2 separate regions of the Sus scrofa genome follow, and region 2 is linked to region 1. Evidence: chromatin contacts called from public HiChIP or PLAC-seq data. All regions are on one chromosome and are shown on one strand. Each heading gives the region's core, a stretch centred on a gene start, on an enhancer-like site or on the middle of the called end of the contact. The rest is flanking DNA. Distances are from core to core; before and after follow the strand shown.

The links. HiChIP or PLAC-seq counts read pairs in DNA pulled down with a chosen protein or histone mark.
Region 2: a contact with region 1 is called in an H3K27ac HiChIP or PLAC-seq map of skeletal muscle. The contact joins two enhancer-like sites. A contact is called at or near these places in 1 of 47 Hi-C or Micro-C datasets (psoas muscle) and 1 of 2 datasets of contacts at active chromatin or transcription factors (skeletal muscle).

What each region holds. Positions count from the first base shown.
Region 1 is chr7:95,905,492-95,911,920 of Sscrofa11.1, reverse strand. All of the region lies in intron 17 of RGS6 (regulator of G-protein signaling 6), which reads right to left. Among named protein-coding and RNA genes, the nearest start is that of DPF3, 350 kb to the left of the region's middle. Within about 2 kb of position 2,595, at least 18 of the 83 cell types and tissues checked have an H3K27ac peak or open chromatin away from gene starts, as enhancers often do. A contact at or near this core is called in skeletal muscle, where this site is marked.
Region 2 is chr7:96,155,927-96,162,167 of Sscrofa11.1, reverse strand. The region is part of intron 1 of DPF3 (zinc finger protein DPF3); the gene reads left to right. Among named protein-coding and RNA genes, the nearest start is that of DPF3, 95 kb to the left of the region's middle. Within about 2 kb of position 2,042, at least 6 of the 83 cell types and tissues checked have an H3K27ac peak or open chromatin away from gene starts, as enhancers often do. A contact at or near this core is called in skeletal muscle, where this site is marked.

The sequences.
Region 1 (6,429 bases), core at 1,346-3,845:
TTGCAGTACTGCTATCTGGTTACCAGTAAGTCTGTTCTGGGGCAGGGGGTGTAGGTTGAAGGTCCTCCATCTCTGGGAAGCCAGGCTCCCAAGGAGGGTGTGGAAAGTGACTGCAGATATTGCCCCAATGAGGCCCATTCCTGTCTGGGGCTGTGGTGACTCCGCTCAGGTCAAAATGCTTTGACTGTGACTAGGGGGTATGGCAGAACTATTGCCTTTTACCCTGCCCTGTTCCCATCCAGGGGGAGCCAGCAAACAAACAAACACTCAAGGGTCTTTCTCTCATTGGCCTTCGGGTAACATCACCCAACGATCACACGGCTCTGAGCTCTTTTCAGCTTCCCTTCGGGGGCCCAGTTAGCCTTCTGCCTCACAGGGAAGTTCCCCAGGTTGTTCCCACCTATGGATTTGTATCCCGCCCTCCTTCCACGATACCGCGCTTCCCAAACTCGGTTTGAACCACAGGCGCTCACTTGCCACGTAGGAAAACGGGGAAGATCCCTGCATTGCTTTGACCAGGAACTCATTTTGGGAGAAGGCCACGACCAGCTCACCTCTCAGCCTTCAAAGTCAGACCCTGAGCTCCCTGACTTCGAACCCTCCAGTTTGGACAAAGGCAGACGTGAGTCTCTTCTCCTTGACTGTGACACTGGCAGCTTGGTCCCCTTCCTAGGTTCCTGCTATTCCAAAACCTGATGAACCAAGGCCTAGAGGTTTCTCTCCTGGCCCTTGGGGGGTGCCGCCGGTCCCCTGGTAGCTCCGAGGTGGATCCTGTCCTCTGTGGATGCAGGCGCCCTGTCCCCTCCGTGGTCAGCACGCCCCGCTGTTCATCCCACTGAGATCCCTGCGGTCGGTCACCTTCCCCCTCGGCCTTCTCACTGGACAGATGGGAAGCCCATGGCCATTTTCACGTGGCTGCCTGGGGACCGGTGCCAGAAATCTGACTGTACGAGGGACATGGAACAGGCTGAAATTCCACACCCCATCAGCCACTTCTACAGTGAGAGCTCCTTCTAGAAGGACGTCTCTCCTGAGTAGGGAGTGGGGGGAGGCTCGGTTATGGCAAAGGGCTGCAGGTCAGCTCCCAAAATAGATTCCCGCCTGGCACATCCATCCACAGTGTGCCCCCAGCCTGCCTTGCGGGAGACTGGCAGGGATGCGATTTGGATCTGAATCAGTGGCTGTAAACACACAGCTGTGCCTTTCTGCCTCACAGGAGTTTTTCACTTGGCTGCTCGGCACATCGGGGTCTGGGGACGGCAGGGGAGGGCTGGTGAGGGGAGGAGGAGCCGTTTTGCACAGCCTAGCTGTCCCCTCTGTCAGGAGGCTGAGTCACGGCTGCATTTTTTTTTTTCTCGGAGTGAGCACTCCACGGGAAGGGCATCTGGGGCTGGTTTTGGTTGACAGGTTGAACCATCAGCGGCAACAGGTGGGGGTTCCTCCTTCCAAGAGAAGTGGCAGGGTCTAGGGCTGAGTTTTTCAAAAATGCCAACAACCTCTGACTCTTTGTGATGAATAAAAAATCTCCCCTTCCTCAGAGTTTTCAGAAAGCCCCTCACCCCACCCCCTGCCACGGACTTTATCTGTCTTCTCAGGATCCCGCCAACCAAGCTGATTTGGCTGTCTTACATCCTAGTTGGTTTATAAAAAATAGACTTTTCCATGTTCATGTTCCAGCTACAAACTATAACATTAATTTTTTTTTTTTCAAACTTCACTTGGATCCAAGGTGGAGAGAGAGGGAGAGAGAGCAGAGGAGGCTTGACCCTCCGTGGCATGTACCCGGGATAACGTGCTTTCTGGTGACCTCTTTTTTGTCATCTCTAAGAGGGGACAGAGGTGAGCTGGCCCGGTGTTCTCCAGGGAACCGGAAGGTGTGGTAGCGGGTGAGCAGCAGAGTGGTGCTGAGATCCTCAGATGCTCACACATCGCTTTTCTCCCACGCCCCACAACACATGGGGTAATGCTGTAGCACCCACACTGGAGCCCATCCTTCTGCCCACCTGATCTCCCCTGGCTGGGCATCCATCCCGGAGGGGTGGGGACACCAGAACTGGGGAGGTGGACAGGATGTGTGATGCTCACTTGGTCTCTATGACCTCTCCCTCCCTGGCCTCCAGAGGGTCACACTGCAGAGTGAGCCCCAAAGGGTGGAAGTGTCAGGGCCTGTGGGTCGGCACCCCGCCCCCCGCTCCGCCCCACATGACACTCAGTTCCATCAGTGCTTTAACTGCAAATCCTCGTCGAAGGATTTTAAATACACACCCAATTCCATTCTATCCCGGGTTTACTTCCCAGCCTCAAAGGTAGGCAGCCGCTTTCTGGGGAGAAAGGCAGCTCCTCTCCTGCTCAGGGATGATTAGCATAACTCGAAAAATCTAAGGCTAGAGAGAAGCACAGACCCATAGCACATCCCAGCTGAAAAGGTCCACGGAAATGTTCTCGTCCATGCCGGTGAACACAGGAGAAAACCAGGGCCCAGAGAGGGCTAGCGAGGGGTCTGAGGTCACACTGCCAGCAAGCTGGAGCCACTCTGTACGGGAGCTGCTGAGGTCGCATTTCAGAGTCCCAGGGGAAGTCCTTGTTGGGCAAGTGAGGCAAGTTTTCACGCTCTCCCTCCCAAGCTCTGCGACAGAATCCATCCTCCTCCCTCTCTAGGCAGGGTCCCAGCATTGCTGGACCTCTGAGATGGGAGAGGCTGGCATTACAATCTGTGACCCACTTGTCCCACCGGGGCCCAAGCACAGTTTGCAATCAAAAGCAGCTCTAAAGATTTTTAGCCAATTGTTCCTTGCCGGAGGCCCGAAAGGATTTTTTTCCACTGAGGTCAAAGCCCTCTGGGGCTCTGCTGAGTCTAGGTATTTGAGAACTCATTCCGCCAGAGTGCAGGCTCTGCCCCGCGAGGCGCTGAGGGGGAGGGGGCGACAGGCTCCCTCTGGGAAGGAGATGCCGTGCCTGGTGGGCTGAGCACCCTGGCTGCCTGCCCTCTGCCTCGCCTGCCAGGAGGCTCAGCACCTGGGCAGGGGGCTGGGGGGCTCCTTCCTGCAGAGCTGCCTGGGAGGTGGGGGAGGTGAGCTGCCAGCGTTCTAGCTCTCATTAGCTTTTCCTTGGCTTTTGGTTGGGGCGGGAGGAAAGGGGGAGGCCGAGCGGGTGACAGCTGGCTCCCAGAGCGTCCCGGCCTCCATCTGACTTTCTTGCCGCATTCCTTGGCAGGCAGGACCGAAACGCTTGTTGTGGAGGTGCCGCTTGGCACACGCCGAGGCTCCCTCGGCTCCCGCTCCTTGCTGTTTCCATCCCAAGGAGCACCTTGGCCAAGCCCACCTGTGCTGCCCTCTTAGGAAGGGGATGAAGGCCTGGTCATCATCTCTGCTCTCCCCTGAGGCCTCCGGCGCTTGCTTGGGCATCAGCAACCCCATATCCCATCTTGGGAGCGAGGCTCCCAGGAGGGCAGCAACGATGTCCTAGGAGGCTGATGCCACCATCACTAGGGGCTGCCGCTCCTCCGGGGACCTGTGCACAAAAGGACCTTTTCTAGCTTTCCCTTCCCAGGCTGGAGTTCTCATCAGATGGCTTTGGCCACCGTCCTAAAAGGGACAATCAAATTGCTGCTCTTAATGGCCCCTGGCTCCCTCTTGCCCTTGTCCCACGCATCTGCTGTCCTCTAGGTCAGGGTCGGGTCCTGGGAGGCCCTCCCTGCTTCGTGACAGACCCTGAAGGAATGAGCATGCCTAAGAGAGGGCAGAGGGATGGAGAGCCTTTCGGCTTTTGCCACCCTCCCACCCTCACTGTCCCTGTAGACAGCAAAAGCAGGAAGACGGTGGAGGCCGGCAGGCCAGCCGGTGCTGAGCAGTAGGAAGCGGTCTTTAGTTAGAGAAGAGCCTCCTCCGGACACTCAGCAACACCTGGGACCTCCCACCAGTGAGTCTGAAGAGGAGACGGAAGGTGATCAAGCAACCCACAGATGTTTCTTACTGTGACTTTCATATTTCACAGCCACTGTGAAGGGGAGCTTCCCAGTGGACAGTGCATGGGAGAGACAGGCTCCATCCAGTTGACCTGAGGTCATGTCTGCCTCTCCCCTGACCTGAGGGGCTGCTGTGTGTTACAGCTCTTCCTGGGCCTGGGGCTTCTGGGACCAGGGCCACCGTGTACAATGGTGTGAGTTGTCCACTGCGCAAGGGCATTCATTCAGCTGTGCTTTGCTTGGTGAGCTGGGCATCTGTGGAGGTGGGCCCATCAGAGGAGGTCCTACTTTCTGCTCTGAATAGAGGAGTGGTCTGGGCTAATTGTATCAGGCCATGGACTTTCAGTGATGTTTGCTGCTGAACCTGGGCCTTCCCTGTCCAAAAACAAGCTTTTAAGCAAGCTCTGTGGCTCCAGGAGGCCAAGCTACATGATGCCTCGGGAGAGCCTATCCCTCCACATTTGCTCTGATATTCAAGTTCAGGGTGACTCCCAGTGAAGCTTCTACTGGCAAGAGCAGCTCACCTAGAAATGCCTCTGTTGGGGATTGTAAGGCTCCTCTGCACCCAAACTAGCTTGGCCCCAGTGGCTTCCACGAACCACGTGGAACTACTCCCTAGGATCTCGTGTAAAAAGAGGCATCCGTGTCATCTGTGTCCTCCATATCATGAGACAGCTCAGTCTCGGAAAGAACAATTTGCTTTCCTCAAATGTTCCTCCTTTACCAAAAAAGAAAAAAAAAAAAAAAAGAAAGGACCTTGGCATGGGATTCTAGATCCAGGTTCAGTCCTGATAAGAAGTTAGCCAACTGAGATAACCAGCCATCTGGATCAACATTTCTTGCCACTGGTTAGTCTCACATGGCAGCTGGCTTCACATCCTGGGTCCAGCTTCACTCCCTCATGGTCCCATCATTAGCCCCATGACATGGATGGTCTTTTTACACGTATTTCCCAGCACCAAGAGGATGCTATTGAACTAGCCTTGCATTGAGGTTCACAGTTTGCAGTATGGAGCAGATGAAATAGTCATGTAGACCTTCTTTTAGAGAAACCACACACTTCATGTATATGGTAGCCAGAACATGGCTATCACATTGCAAACCATGTTGTTGGCTGGTTAGTTTCCTTTGACCAGCGCACGGGGCAGTGGAGACCGTATTTTTGGGTTCCAGCCTCAGGTACTCTGAGAGTTGCTACTGGGCTACGGCTGTGCACCATTTCCTCAAATACAGTCTCATCTTGAGGAGGATGTGGCGTTACCCCAAGAGCATAGGGAGTATAGATGGATGGATACAAATCCATCTCCACCTCCATCACTGGAAGCAGATAATCGGAACGCACTACCCACTAGAGTCGTCATAGAAAAATAGCAGGGGATTTAGGAATTTTTTGGTTTTGAAGCTTGGGCCTTCCTGAAAATAGATTCTGAAGATCTCAGGAACTTGGGAGATTTTTCTCCTTTAGGTGGCCCTGCAAACACCTGTGTGAGTGCTCCCACGGGCACACTTCAAATGCCTGGAAGGCGTCTGGTACTTTCTCACTGCAAACACTTTGTTCACAGACCTTGGAGAGCCACTGGACCAACACCACTTCTGGGATGAAAGGACAGCAATAAACGCTCTTCACAGAGCTTCAGTGCGATCATGCTGGCGTTCCCCATACCCATGTCTCATGAAAAGTGGCCTGGAGATGTCTGGATGCCTCATCCGAGGACCAGCCTTCCTTTCTCACACCCTCAGCCCATGCTGTCAACTTGACTTCAGGGCCTCCTTGGGCAGCAGCTGGAATTCTGCTTTTTCTACAGTTCACCCTGGGCTTGTCAACAAAATCCCTAAACATCCTCTACCCACAGCCTTCAGGCCGCCGAAGAGACGGGGGAGGGGCTGGGAGCCCGGCACCATCTAGCAGCCTCCTCGGGGGGTGGAGGAACGCCTCCTGGCCTTGCCTCTAACAGCCCGTGGCACCGTCTTGGTGTGTGAAGCCCTGTAGCCATGGCAAACCAGCAGCCATGGAGACAGACAGGGGACCAGCGGGCCTTACATTCTGCAAGTTCTGATTTCTCATGAGGAGAGAGAAGGTCAAAGGAGAGATGGGGTGAACACCCATATTTTAATCACTACCCCCTGGATTCCTGGGACGTTTACTCCTAGCACATTCAAAATCATGTTTAAATCCAGTTAAAATGCATCTCTCTCTAATAGGTAAATGACCAGGTTGTTTTCAACCCAAATTCTTAGAAACTTTGTTAAAAGGATGAAATAAGGATGCTAATGACAGAGTAGTCAGGTGTCCAAGGACTTTCCTCTTCGAGTGGGGAAAAAGGCAAGTTAGCATCGGTGGGCTTCCACCCTTTGGGAAGGGAAGTTTGGCCAGTTCCATGCGTGGGATCCCTGCTCCCCGGCTGCCATATTGGTTTGCCCTGGTTTGCTGTGAACAGTGCAAGCTGGGTCCCATGAACTCAGCA
Region 2 (6,241 bases), core at 793-3,292, 250 kb before region 1:
CTTTTCAATCACTTCCAGTGAGGTTATCGTATCTGCGCTCAGTGATCTTGTGAGGAGGGTCCTATTATCCCCATTTTACGGATGAGGAAAGTGAAGCTCAGAGATGTCACCAAGTCAGAAAGCCAATAAATGAGATCTGGGACTCAAAGTTGGCCTCCTAATGCCAGCACCCAGCCCTTCCCTGAAATGCCTTGCTGCCTCTCATGTGGCATGGCATGCATGACATAGGCACTCCTTACACGTTTGCTGGCTAAATGAATGAGTGGCTGTCACTGATAGGCCAGGGACAGCTTTGTGAAGCCTCATCCAGAGGTGGCATGGTAGACCGAGGGGCTGCCTGGAAACCCAGCTGGACAGCAAGGAATTTACTCCTGCAGGTGCAAAGGTGTAATACGAAGCTGGTTATTTCCTTTAGCATCTTGTACCTGGACTCTCAGGCAGGCCCAACGAAATTCTTGTTGAGTTCATTGGTGTCTTCTCCCCAGCAGAGCTCCAGGCACAGAGCAGGAGGTGGGGATGGTGATCTCTCAAGGTCTCCCTTTTCCTGGGGCTTCCCTCACCCCGTCTTTGGATGCTCCAAATGGCCCAGCTAGGGTTGGGAGTGTGGGCTTGTTAATTTCCTTTCTTCCTCCTTGAATATGGACGAGAGATGGGAGGAGAGAGTGATGATGGAGTTAAACTTGGTGTGAAGCTGCAGGGGGAGCCCATTTGGCCTTTGCCTGCCCAGAAATTACCCACATCCCTAATAGACTGGCAGCTTGTGTGGATGCTTCCTCCCTTTTGCTTTCTTTTATGTCTTGCTTTTGTGAGAGAGAAGATGATTTACCACTGAGGAGGCTCATGCCAGTTAATGAATAGAAGGCAGGTGACCCCCGATGCCTCTGCCCCTCCCGCCTTCCGCAGGAAGGTCTTGTCAGCCCTAGTGGTCTTCTTTGCCCAGCCAGGTAAGATGGGACGATGCTGCTTTGTTAAATTGCCCCATGACTGCTGTCTGACAGTGTCTGGTCCCTTCCTTTCCAAATCTCCCTCAAGTTATTACTTCATTTGCAGCACCGGTCAGAGCAGGGCAATTCTATTGACTTTCCTTCTTTCGTTCTCAGTTTCCCTGTATATTAATTGGGTCTAATCACGTTTGCCATTCTCCTGTCTTTAGAGGAGATTACATTTTGGGTGTTTAATGGGAAAGGTGGGAAGTGTTTTGGATTGGAGTGTGAGTATTCAAATTCCAGCAGTGTACAGATTTAAAACCTAGGTTTCTGTGTTTCAGTATTTTTTTTTTTTTAAAGAACATTTTTGGTTCTGGATGTTTTCCAGTCTATAAAATGCTGTGGGAGCCATTCACCTAGAGATGTCACATCAATGATTTAAGATTTAGAGGGACTGAAGGAGAGGAGATTCAGGACAGCACTGGAGATTTGGGCCCCATCTCACGCTGGGTCACTGGAAATGGCCTCTGCTAATTGGACCTTGTCCTGTCAGGACACATCATTCAGGGCCATGGCAATACCCGAGCCTGGTGGGGGTGGAACAGTCTGTAGGAGCAGGTGTCACTGCTGCGGGGTCCTGGGAGTGAGTGCTTTGTTACCCTAGGGAACATGCCAGCCAGCAGTCATGTGGACGGAGGTCAGGAGGCTGTGCTGAGCTGGGTTCTCCAGGAGCAGGGACTATTTTGGGCTGTGTGGTGGCAGAGCTTGTGTGTGTGTGTGTGTGTGTGTGTGTCCTCAAGAGTGTATGTCCTCCAAAAATCACTCTCAAGGCAAAAAATGTGTTTTATTTTTTTTTTATATCACCTTCCATAAAAGCAAAAAAAAAAAAAAAAAAAAGTCTTTAGTCCTCAAATTGTGCTAATGGGGAAGAGAAATTTTGGTTGCAGGGTGGAGGGTCTAGGTCCCACAGCAGGAAGCTTTCTTCCCTTTTCGTTGCCACCTAGTCCCTCTGCTCTCCTCTCCACGAGTTTCTGCGTGACCGTCCTGGGCCTGGGCCTGGAGTGTCCGAGTCTGTGAGTGAGCTTTGTGGAAATGGTGGCGTGTGCCCGAGGATGAGCACACGGCTCCCTGCTGACTTTGCAGGAAGGAGCCTGGGGACACATTCCAGTTGCCCGGCTGCTCAGCACTTCCTGGGGCCAAGCTGTGTCATGCCCCTTGGACGAATGACGCCAGGCAGCACGGAGCCCTCCACACCCTTCCGTAGCCCGGGCCCCACTCCACCTGATTCCCTTCTAGCCGGTGACTCTGAGCTGCCCGCCCAGACTGCAGTCCGTGGCCCTCCTGCAGAATGAAGGGCTGGGCCGTGAGGCTGCGTGGACCGGCGGGAAATGGAAGTCTGTGGACAAGGGCTGACCTGTATTCTCAGCCCAGCTCTGCCACTTAGTAGCTTCATGACTTGGGTTAAATCCCCGGTCCTCTTTGAGCTACCATTTTCTCATCTGTGAATTCTAGAGGAAATGTCTGCATGTGGCAGCTGAGTTCTGTACCTGCCACCCTGCTGTGGTCCAACAAATGGTACATGGTCACCAAAGCTGGGAGGTTGGCTCTGTTGGAGTTGCTGGCGCACCATCGGCAGGGTCCCCCAACAGCCCTCCCAGGCGGAGCGTGAGCCCAGCAAAGGAGACCCCTGGCCTGAACTTGATAATCTCTGTCTTCATCCTAGTCCCGGGCAGCCCGCTTGCTGCGGTCCTTGCAGAGTTGCCCTGGGTGCCCCTGTCCCCCCATTATTGTCCCAGTGGTTGGCAAAGAGCAGAGGCCGCCAGGAAAACCTTCCAGCCAGCAAGTCGATGTTTATTTATAGGTCTTAGAGGGAGACGGTCCTCAAGCTGTGAGGATGGACCTGGCGGAGGCAGCTGCAGTGAGCAGGGGCGGCGGGGAGGGGGCAGTGACTGGGGGGGGGGGACTGGAGGAGGTGCATACGGCAGATGAGATTTGTGTGTTGGACACTCAGGGTCCCAGCAGAAAGTGGCACATTCACCCAGAGTCAATGAGGAGTATTTAGTAAGATAGCTATTTATAAACGTATGGGTAGGGGGCATACAAAGGGGTGGTCAAGGGGAGAGGGGAAGGTCACTGGGATGGCGGAGGGTAGCAGTGTGGAAAGCTCTGCCTAACAGGAGTTGTGACCTTCAGTAGAAGATGCAGCCACCCCACAGTCACCCAGCGACGAGGCAGCTGGGGAAACGAATACTGCATCTCGCTCTCTTCCTTCTCTCTGATCTGCCATGGGCACCAGCTGCTGGCCCAGGCCACCAGAAGCAGAGGAGAGGGATACGTGGCTGACCATACAGGACTCCAGGTGGAGAGAGACCTGGAGGGGCCAATGGAAGAGTCTAGGGGAGGCAGAGAGAACGGGTGGTGATGGGGGACCTCTCCCAGCTTCTGTGTGGTCTTGGTGAGCATGTAATCTCTCTAGGCCTCAGTTTCCTCATCTATAAAATGGGAACAATAAAGACATTTTCTGTCTCATAGTGGGGTGCAATGAAATACTAAGTATTCAGCAAGGTTTCTGGTACACTGTAAAGGCTCCACAAATGAAGATTGAATGGTTTACATGAAAATTTCAGCCTAGCAGCCACCATGCATTGTGTAAAGCCTGGTGGGGTATCATATACCCAGTGCCTACAGGATGTTTATCAGGTCTCATCTATGCCAGGTACCCAGGCTTAGGCACTGGGAAGGCGGGAGCAAACGAAGCTTTCTCCCAAAGAGCTCAAGTACCTAGTGTGTGGGTGGGGGAAGACAGGTAGCAAGTACATATAAATAAAATAATTGTTGATAGTTGGCAAAGTGCTAAAAAGACCATAAACCAGAGTGATGGCTTAAGAATGGGCTCTGTGTTGGAGTTCCCATTGTGGTTCGGAGGGTTAAGGACCAGATATAGTGTCTGTGAGGATGTGGGTTCGATCCCTGGCCTCGATCAGTGGGTTAAGGATCCAATGTTGCCACAAGCTATGGTGTAAATCACAGATGTGGCTTGGATCCTATGTTGCTGTGGCTGTGGCATAGGCAGGCAACTGCAGCTCCTATTTGACCCCTAGCCCAGGAACTTCCATGTGCCACAGGTGCGGAAGTAAAAGGGAAAAAAAAGTAAGAAAAAAAAAAAAAAGAATGGGTGTTCAGGATCAGGCATTCAGGGAAGGCCTCTCTGAGGGAATGGTCTGAGCCTCTTGGGAGGAACAGGAGCAGTCAGCTCTGCAAAGATGAGGTGATGGTGCCTGTAGAGGGAGCTGCAGGTGCAAAGGCCCTGAGCCAGGAGGAGACTGGTGTTTCTGGAGCATACAGGCAGCATCTCCCTTTGGGTAAACAGGAGGACGGGCACCTATGAATGCACCATGACCATTAGCTGTTGGCTGTTCCTATCATCACTTTAAAAAAATGATTATTTTAGAAAAGTGTGGACTAAATAAGTGGGTAGATGCAATATAAAATGTTCTGATGGATCAACAAACATTTACTGCCAGGGCAACATGGGGTGGAGTGGTGAAGAGCCAGATTCTGAGATGACACGGCCACTCTTTAGGTGACCCTGGACTCATGACTTACACTGTCTGAGCCCCAGTGTCCTCACCTGTATGATGGGGGGTAGGAAGAGCAGCTCTGTCATGGGGCTGGTGTGCAGATGTAATGCATCACTGTTTCACTGGAATAGAGCCTGGCCCAGGAAGTGGCATCACTAAGGCTCAGGAGCAGGCGCAGTGCCAGCACAAGGGGACGTGAGCCAAGGACTGCCCTCAAGGAGCTCACAGTTGGGCTGGACATGTGTTTAAAGAGGTCTTGGCCACCCAAGGCAGTATGTGATAGTTACTGAATACATGGTCAGACCATTACTGGAGGGAGGCATCATTGGAGGGCTCAGGTGGGGATGGGAAGGTTCTGAGGAAGGACGTGAAGACAGATAAATACAAAATTATTATTATTATGTATTTTTTAGGGCTGTATTTGCAGCACATGTAGGTTCCCAGGCTAGGGGTCCAATTGGAGTTGTAGCTTCTGGCCTATACCACAGCCACAGCAACACCAGATCTGAGCCATGTCTGCGACCTACACCTCAACTCACAGCAACGCCAGATCCTTAACCCACTTAGTGAGGCCAGGGATCGAACCTGTGTCCTCATGGATGCTACTCATATTCTTTCCCACTGAGCCATGGTGGTAAATCCAATAAAAAACTATTTTGACTAGGACCTACACCATAGCCCACGGCAATGCCAGATCCTTAACCTACTGAGTGAGGCCAGGAATCGAACCCGCAACCTCACAGCTCCTAGTTGGATTCGTTTTCGCTGCAAGAAAAAAGTTTTTTTTTTTTAATTAAAAAAAAAATTGTTTTTGGCCATGCCCAAGGGATGTGGAAGTTCCCAGGTCAGTGATCGAACCTGTACCACAGCAGTGACCCAAACCACAGCGGTGACAACACTGAATTTTAACCACTAGGCAATCAGGGAACTCTAAAATAAAATGAACACTAAGCCGATCTGATGGCACCAGTCAGGTGAAGATAAGAACCGTCAAACCTGCTGCCCTAAAGCATTGCCTTTGCTCTTCCCATGCAGCCTTTGCCACAGTCTGCGCTCCCCAGGCTGGGCCTGGGCTTCCCTCTCATGGCTGTCAATACGGACAGCCCCTCAACCTCCTCAGGGTCAGCTCCTGTGAGGCCTTAAATCTGCTGGAGGTTGTTGAGACTCTTCTACCCTCAACTTCCTGCAGGCCTGAGAGTCAAGGAAAGGTCAGAGGTCAGAGGACAGGAGCTGGGGAGCTGGAAGGCCCGGGTAGAGGTGACGGGCAGTGTGGATGGAATTAACCAGAACCCTGTGTGTCTGGCAACTGGCAGATTCTTCTGGTAAGATAAGTGGAACCCTCTGCAAGGTAATTATTAGAGAGCATAAATTCCCCAGATAACCTGTCCTCAGAAGAGATATTGATGGCGGTGGGGCAGGCACGGGCTGGAGGCTGCTCCCTCTCCACAATATTGACTCCTGTCCCCCTCCCCCCCCTTCTTCCTTTGTTGCCTTTCGTCTAATTGACTGCCCTGTTCATCCCTCCTCCCCCATGGACCTCAGCCTCCCGCTCAGGTTGGCTCTTCTGGGCCTTTCTTTTTGCTTGCCTCTTAGCTCTCCTAATATTCTCAGAACAAAGCATGGCCCCATGCATCTCTGTGGCTCAGCAGGACTGGTGGACGAGGTGAGTCTAAGAAGAGAAGGGGGCTTTGAACTTTGCTTGGGTTCTCGTCCCCGGAGGGAGCATTTACTGAG